2 separate regions of the Anas platyrhynchos genome follow, and region 1 is linked to region 2. The links are chromatin contacts, called in public Hi-C maps. All regions are on one chromosome and are shown on one strand. The core of a region is the stretch at or near the end of the contact, and the rest is flanking DNA. Distances in the headings are between cores, read along the strand shown.

The links. A called contact is a pair of places that touch in the nucleus more often than the background predicts.
Region 1: a contact with region 2 is called in a Hi-C map of liver, with 6 times the contacts expected there. The contact joins the enhancer-like site here to the promoter of CACNB2 in region 2. A contact is called at or near these places in 3 of 8 Hi-C or Micro-C datasets (F5 follicle, liver and skeletal muscle).

Annotation. Positions count from the first base shown.
Region 1 is chr2:138,912,103-138,915,909 of IASCAAS_PekinDuck_T2T, reverse strand. All of the region lies in intron 2 of CACNB2 (calcium voltage-gated channel auxiliary subunit beta 2), which reads right to left. Among named protein-coding and RNA genes, the nearest start is that of CACNB2, 57 kb to the right of the region's middle. Within about 2 kb of position 1,824, at least 3 of the 8 cell types and tissues checked have an H3K27ac peak or open chromatin away from gene starts, as enhancers often do.
Region 2 is chr2:138,854,944-138,858,467 of IASCAAS_PekinDuck_T2T, reverse strand. CACNB2 (calcium voltage-gated channel auxiliary subunit beta 2) reads right to left here and starts at 1,639. Exons shown (of 14, transcript XM_027450666.3): 1 at 1,317-1,639. The coding sequence starts at 1,412.

The DNA.
Region 1 (3,807 bases), core at 575-3,074, 57 kb before region 2:
CAGCCACTAGGTGGCAAAGTTGACCAAAGAACAATTACCAGTAACTAAGCGACTTGAAACTAGACTTTGCATCTTTATAGTTGATTACAGAGTGTTTCAAATAAAATGCCCCAGAAAGTAAAACCTGTGTGAAATAATAAAAAGTCAATAATCATACACTTATTTTTATGAGATTATCTATAAATATTATTTAACTACTTCATTTATCTCAAAAAAAGTCTCAAAATACTGAAAGCAAAATGTTTTTAGCTAATATTTTTGAAACACATGGAGAAATTACCGCACTAGGAAACAATGAAAATATTGAATAAAAATTTTAAGTTTAGAAAAGAATACCTATGAACACATATGCTGTCTTGTGTCTTGACACCAGGCATGATGATTCTCTTTTAATGCTGTCTTTTGATGGTAGAGGACATAACACCCCTTATGTCTCTCGAGGAGAAACATAAGCATGCTTTTCCTCCATATGGTTAAATTCTAGCAAATATTTTAGAAAGACAGACAGTTTTTTAACCTTTTCTTGCAGTTCTTCATTTTCTTTAACCTTTTCTTGATATTCTTATTTTTTCTCCTTTATTTCTGCAAATCTGTCTGTTGACTCACGTTCATAAACTCACTGCAAATATACTGCAGACCAAACCCCATCTGACTTTCAGGAACATGTGAAAGAAAAGATTTCTAGTCCCTCAATCGTCATAGATCTACTAAACAATCACTTTCCAAATATCTGTTCTCAATATTATAATATATACTCTCATTTCCAATAAATTCATGGGCCAGTAGCAAGAAGTGCCCAAGCAGTATCCTGAGGATCCAGAGGATCCTGAGTTTTTTGGGGTGTTTTTATTTTATTAATTTATTTTTTTTTTCCAGGACAAATTTGGCTAGCTCCAAGGCATGAGTACGGTGAACAACAGTACTAAGCAATTTACCCACTCATAAAATGATAATCTTACTGGGCTTACTGTGTGTTTGTGTACCAGCAGTATGTCAAGTGCAAACCACATCCTCTTCTTGTACCCAGCTCAAAGTCTTTAATAGTCACTGGGGCTACAGCATCACCGCACCAAGAGACGAGAGAAGAGGGAGTGCGAGCATCAAAGGGGAGCCAACTACTGCAGATATTAGGTGCTTGGCAGTTTTGCTTGTATTCTTTACAGTAAAGTGGAAAAAAACTAATACTAATGCTAATGCTGAGTATTGACACTATTTAGTTGTTTTGTGTGTGTGGTTTTTTGTTGTTGTTTTTTTTTTTTTTCCTAAGTGAAAGTCAATAAAAACCATCCCACTCAGAAGGATGAAAGGAGGAAAGAGAACAGAATAAACCAGACTGAGAACGAGTCATTCCAAAGCAATTTGCACTGCCCAGTTGGAAAGTTACCAGCTACACGCAGTAGATGTGGAATGTATTTTTGCCCAGTAGCATCCACTCCCATTCCTAGATCTGTGTCACTTAACATGTCAGTAAACTGCTGATTGCAGTGACGTATCTATAAAATCTATGAGCTTCTGTGTCACAGGAGAGGTTAAAATAAACAGACAGAACCACATTGGCAGAATCCTACCTTAACCCTCGCTCAAACTGTAAAGATTTTAACTTAAACTGCTGCAGCTCTCTAACCACATCTTGCAGTTTCCAGAGGGCACTGCAGGAGGGTGACCCAGAGGAACAAAAGACACACCACCTACTAAGCACATTTAGAAAGTCCGGTTTCTAGGGCAGACAAGAGACAGATACTCTCTCAGGTAGCTCACCACATATCTCCAACAGGGTACAATCTTGCAAGTCTTCTTTCCTACAAAAACACACACACATCAAGAGAGGTTGAGTCACACCAGAGTGAGTCTAGCCAAAAGCCATTAAATTGAAGAAGGGCATTTGACATGCAAGGAGAGGCTGAGAGAGGTAGGACTGTTTGGACTGGAAAAGAGAAGGCTCAGAGGATCTGATCCGGGTCTATAAGTATCTGAAGAAAAGAAGTAAAGAAGATGGAGCCAGACTCTTCTTAGTAGTGTCCATGGACAGGACAAGAAACTATGGGTACAAATTGAAATACAGGCAATCCAAATTAAATGTAAGAAAATTATTTTATTGTGATGGTGATCAAGTACTGCCATAGGTTACCCAGAGAGGGTGTGCAAGTCTCTGTCCTTGCAGATACACAAAATCGAATTGGATATGGCTATGAGACACCTTCTGTAGCTGAGTTCGCTCTGAGCAGTGGGTTGGACTTGATGATTTCCAAAGGTGCCTTCCCATGTGCACCATTCTTTGATTCTATGAACACAAAATATGTAAAATTCCACAGAAGTTTTAGCCAAACTTAACTTGCAGTAGCCTTGTTGCTTAAAGAAACAATTGCCAATCTCCATTCCTTATAATACTTAACATACAGTGTATAGAAAACAATGGAAAAGTAATTCTCTACTAATTATGCATTATAAATAATAAGAAAGGACATAAGCTCTTTAATTTTATTGAAAAAAATGTTTGTCTCTAAAACTGTCATTATTACTAATTCAAGAAGAAATGTACAAAAAAAAAAAAAAAAAAAACCACAATTATATGATGTTTTACAATTATTTTGCCAAGCTTTTTTAGCTATTAAGATGACTGGAAATTTTTAAGAATGTACTGCTCTGCTATGAAAAAAAGTAAACATAAGCTACAATGTAAAAAATAAACATAAAATACAAATATAAAAATCCAACAAAACTTTCCTTTTACAGTAGTTACAGTATCTTCCAAAGCCTACTTCAAGTATTCCCTGAATGATTAAAAAAACTTGCTGGACTCTTAAAAAATAGCTGTCTAGAGTATTTCTGCAGAATTTTCTTATACTGGTCGGCAAACCATAACATAAGGATGTGAGGAGTTCAAATGCAGCATAAAACACATTTTTTAAGAGGTTCAGACTACTCAGCAAAACAGCATATTTCTTTCTTCCTAAACCAGAAAACACTTCTTTTTTTTTTTTAAATATATATATATTAAATTAAATTATATTAAATTAATATATATATATATATATATATATATATCACTGCTTGTATAAAACACACTTCTCCTTAAAACAAAGAACAATCTAGTAAGGTAAAAGTAGTCACTGGAGTTTCTGCACATAATGAAGATTATTTTATTATTTGCTGACAAAAGTCAAGTTTCTAATCAAACAGAAATAAGAAAATAATAGACTTGTAGCCAAGTGTCCTAAAGAAATAAAACATATTTCACCATTCATGGCTACCTGACTCCTTCCATCATTAAGTACTGGGCTCATTTGCCAGTTTTGGTAGTGGTTGACTGAAGAGAATGTCAATAAAATTAATTTCTTACAGATTTGCTTAAATAAGTAGCCAAGTAAAAAGAAACTATAAATTCTGTAGGAAACATTGAGGGATAAACACACCCATCATTAAAACAAGTCACAAAGAGCCTCAATGTTGAGACAAAAATCCTTAGAAACTAGAGGCTAAGTGGATAACAATACTTTTTAATAAGAAAAATAAATCCTGCTTTATTATTAAAATTTTGGCATCCTTCAGAACATTAAAGCCTTCTCCAACCTGACACAAGATCCAAAAAGGATGCCCACGTTACTTTAGGGTGTCATAATGACTGTGCTGAGCGTGCTCAGCTGGGGTTGGCAGAGGACCCACAGTCCATAGGGACCCTACCACAGCGTCTGGTGGCTGAAAGTTTTGAGTGAAGAAAAAAGAGATGGGGAAAGAAAGATACCCTGCTGCCGGTGACCTCTGATGAACTCAGAGTGATAACTGGTTGAAAAGTAGGAGAAAGAAAAG
Region 2 (3,524 bases), core at 390-2,889:
CCTTCCTCTCTAAACAGAGGTTCTTTATACCTAGTTAAAAGGAGGGGTGAAAACCAATTTTATGATCAGTATTTGACACGTATCCATAGTAGCGAGGCACCATATGATTTCACAGTCACCAATCTGTGCTTAGGGCTGAAAAGATATAAAAAGGGGGCTATTTGTAGGTCAGAAATTAGTTCCCTTGCCACCACTTCTGGAGAAGCTGGCAAAGCATATGGCCCTACTGCAATATCTGTTCTGCGCTTGGAGACTGCAGTCAAATTCACATCCAAAGAGACACTTTTTCAGCTTAATCTAGCCTCTGTTTCAATGCTTGGATTTTGTTCGTCTGTCACCAATCCCCAGTACCTAAAGATCACTCAGTGATTCCTTTGAGACTGACAGCATTTTCCTGTGGCAATCAAGCACTCCTGTGATGACACTGGACTGCCTTTTCAAATAAAATAAAGCATCAGGGATAGCTTTGGCAGCAGCAAATAAAACTGCCACCCCAAAAGGGAAAAAACTCCGTCCAAACGAGAACAAGCATGTTTGTAATTTAAAACGCACGCAATCAGATTTTACCACCCTTTTACTGGGTTTAAAAATAGCACCGAAAGTCTTTGTAGCCAACTATTGCAAACTCGAAGATATTATGCAACGTTTGTATATTAAACAGGAACCACCTTTCAAAATAGAGCCTTCACCAGGCGCGCTGACATCCCCTCCCTGTCTCCTTCTCCATACCCCTCCACCTGAAGGCAGTGTGCTTGGCCTGAGTTGTTAAAATCTCCGAGCTGACTGTACAACCACCTTCGGCACGGTAATCAAGCCGCTGAAATTTGCAGCGTGCTCAGCACCCCCGGCCCCCTGGCAGTGGTGCTGGGCCAGCAGCAGGGATCCTTCCCCCAACCACAGAGGCTGTTCCCAGCCTGGGTACCCGATGGGGCCGGGGCAGCAGCGCGGGGCGAGCATCAGGTAGAGGCACAACAGGTCCCTGCGGAACCCCAGCCGTGATTTATACGTGTACCGCGAACACCCCAGCGGCAGCACATCCCTACGCACCTAACCAACGGGTAAGCGCAGGCTTCTTGGGTCTGCGGCGCCGAGCATCCCGCCGGACGCCTTACCCAAGCGCCCTTTAGGGGAGGGGGGCGGCCGAGCAGAGCCGTCAAACTTTGTTGTGCCAGCGAGGGGGGGCAAGTTGAAGGGCCGGGCGCTCCGGTACCCCCCCGGGCAGTCACCCCCCTTGCCTGGACGGCAGCGCCCCGAGCTCTCCCCGCTGCCTCCGCAGCCCCGGGGCTCCGGCCGAGCCGTGCCACCCCCGGCCCTACCTGCGCCGCCGCCGCGGGCGGGGGGTTGTCCAGCAGCTCCATCTGCACCTCCTGCGCCGGGCTGGGGGGCGATTTGGACATGTCGCTCTGCACCATTGGAGTGGAGCTGCCTGCCGAGCCCCCTCGGCGGGGCAGAGCCGAGCCGAGCCGGGGGGGCGCCCCTCAGCGCCCGGCCATGCCCGGAGTAGGATTTTTTTTTTTCCCCTTTTTTTTTTTTTTTCTTTTTTGGGGGGGGAAGCGGGCGGCGGCGCGGCCCTGCCTGCAGCCGGCGGGGAGCGCGCAGCGCGGCGCCGGGGGACGGGGCACCGCCGGCGGCGGGCGAGGAAGGGAGGGAGGGAGAGAGGGAGGGATGGAGGGAGGGCAGGGGGCGGTGCGTGGGGGAGAGGGAAAGTGACAGCGAACATCTCCCTCCCGGCACCTACCGGGCGGCGGCAGCGGGGCGGCGCCTGCCTCCCCGCCGGGCGCCGCGGGGGCGGGCGGAGAAGTTGGGCCCCGGGGGTGAAGCGGGGGGAGAGGGATGCGGGCGCTGTGGTTTCCCCTCGAGGTGGTGGGCGAGCCGTTGGTGAGGTGCTCATGGAGCCTCCGGGACGGCAGCACCTTCCCGCAGGGTTGCTGGGGGTCGGTTGCCCGCCCTCCCCCGACCCCCGTCTCAGCGCTCTCGCCCCCCTGCCACAGCTGGGGCTGTGCTGCTCACAGAGCTCCTCCGAAACTCTTGGTCCCCTGCCCCGAGGGTACTCCTTCTTCCCGTCCTCGGACATCTCCACGCATACCTCGACAAGGGAGGTGGAATTCCTAGGTGGCAGGTGGCATGGAGCCCGCTGCCTACAGTAGGGAAATTTCAATGTAGTTATCGTGTACCTCGTGGCAGGTGGTTGAAAGATCTCTTCAAAACCAGGAAAAAAAAAACGCACACCCGAGATGACGACTGGGCTGGAGAGATGCAGCGTCTGAGCACATCAGCACACAACACAACACCCACAGGCAGAGCATGTTTTGTAGAGGAAGACTTGTTACATCTCCTCCTTGTCTTTGGACTGGACCAGGCGATGCTCCAGGCAGCACAAGAGAGAAGCTGGTCTTTCTGATACCACTTTGCATTCATGAAGTCTCTTATCAGTTCATTGAAAACAATGAACAATCAGTAAATAAACTTTGAACGGCCTATGGCCTATGGCGCCTTATATTTACAATCACAATAACTAAGAGTAACATAATAGTCATGTGCAGGAAAAAGAGCCAACAAACCAAAAACAGCACAAAAGCTAGTTCAACTTCAAGAAACACTGTGGGGTTATCTCTTTTTTCATAGCAGCAATAAACTTCCTCTCTAAGCTTAGCCCTGCAGATTTTCTCATATGAAAATATACTGCAGAAACCACCTACTTTTTGTGAGGGAATTGGCTTTCCCTCCACATGGAAAAGCTCTGAGATCTGAAGAAGCTTCAGAAATTCCACTTGTCCAAAAAGTTTCACAAACCAAAAAGGTTTTTTTTTTTTTTTGTGTGTGTGTGTGTGTGCATGTGTTTGTTTTGTTTTGTTTTGAAAAGTTGTCATAGTATTTTCAAAAAGTACTTTTGTCCAAGTTGTGTATGGCAGAACAGAACCTTAAGTATAAGTGAAAAATATGTCTGATGTGTTTACATGTCATTCAAATAGCTAAATAGAGAGGCTGATGTATCTTGAAACTATAAAGGTGCTAGAGCCTAGGCTGCTTCCAGACGTTCTCTTGATGACCATAAGCAAAAAGATGTTTTCTCTTCACACTCTTGGTGAGAAGAATGCACATTTCATCTTCTAACATAGGCCTTGCAGTAATTATTTCTTTGTCGCTTCCAAATTAGATTGTTTTAATGGAGTTACTTTTTGTGACCACCTCAATAATTAAAGAAGGGCATTGCATAAGCAAAGATTTACAGAAAAACCTAACACAATATTCCTGTTTATGATTGCTAAGCAGAGTGTTTTTATTGAACGATGTTGGCTTTTATTTCTAACACCTTTATAGCTTCAGAACCATCTTCTATTTCAAAACATTCTGTATGAACAGCTCGTGACCCAATGTGACTCCATACAACCTGGACTTGGTGGATTTTCAGGCATCCTTCAAAGTCATCCTCCTCTCACACAAAGAAGGGAGTGGTATTTATTTATTCATGTAGCAGTTGTCCTTCATATTGTTCTCTGAATTTTTCACTACATGCAGGGTAT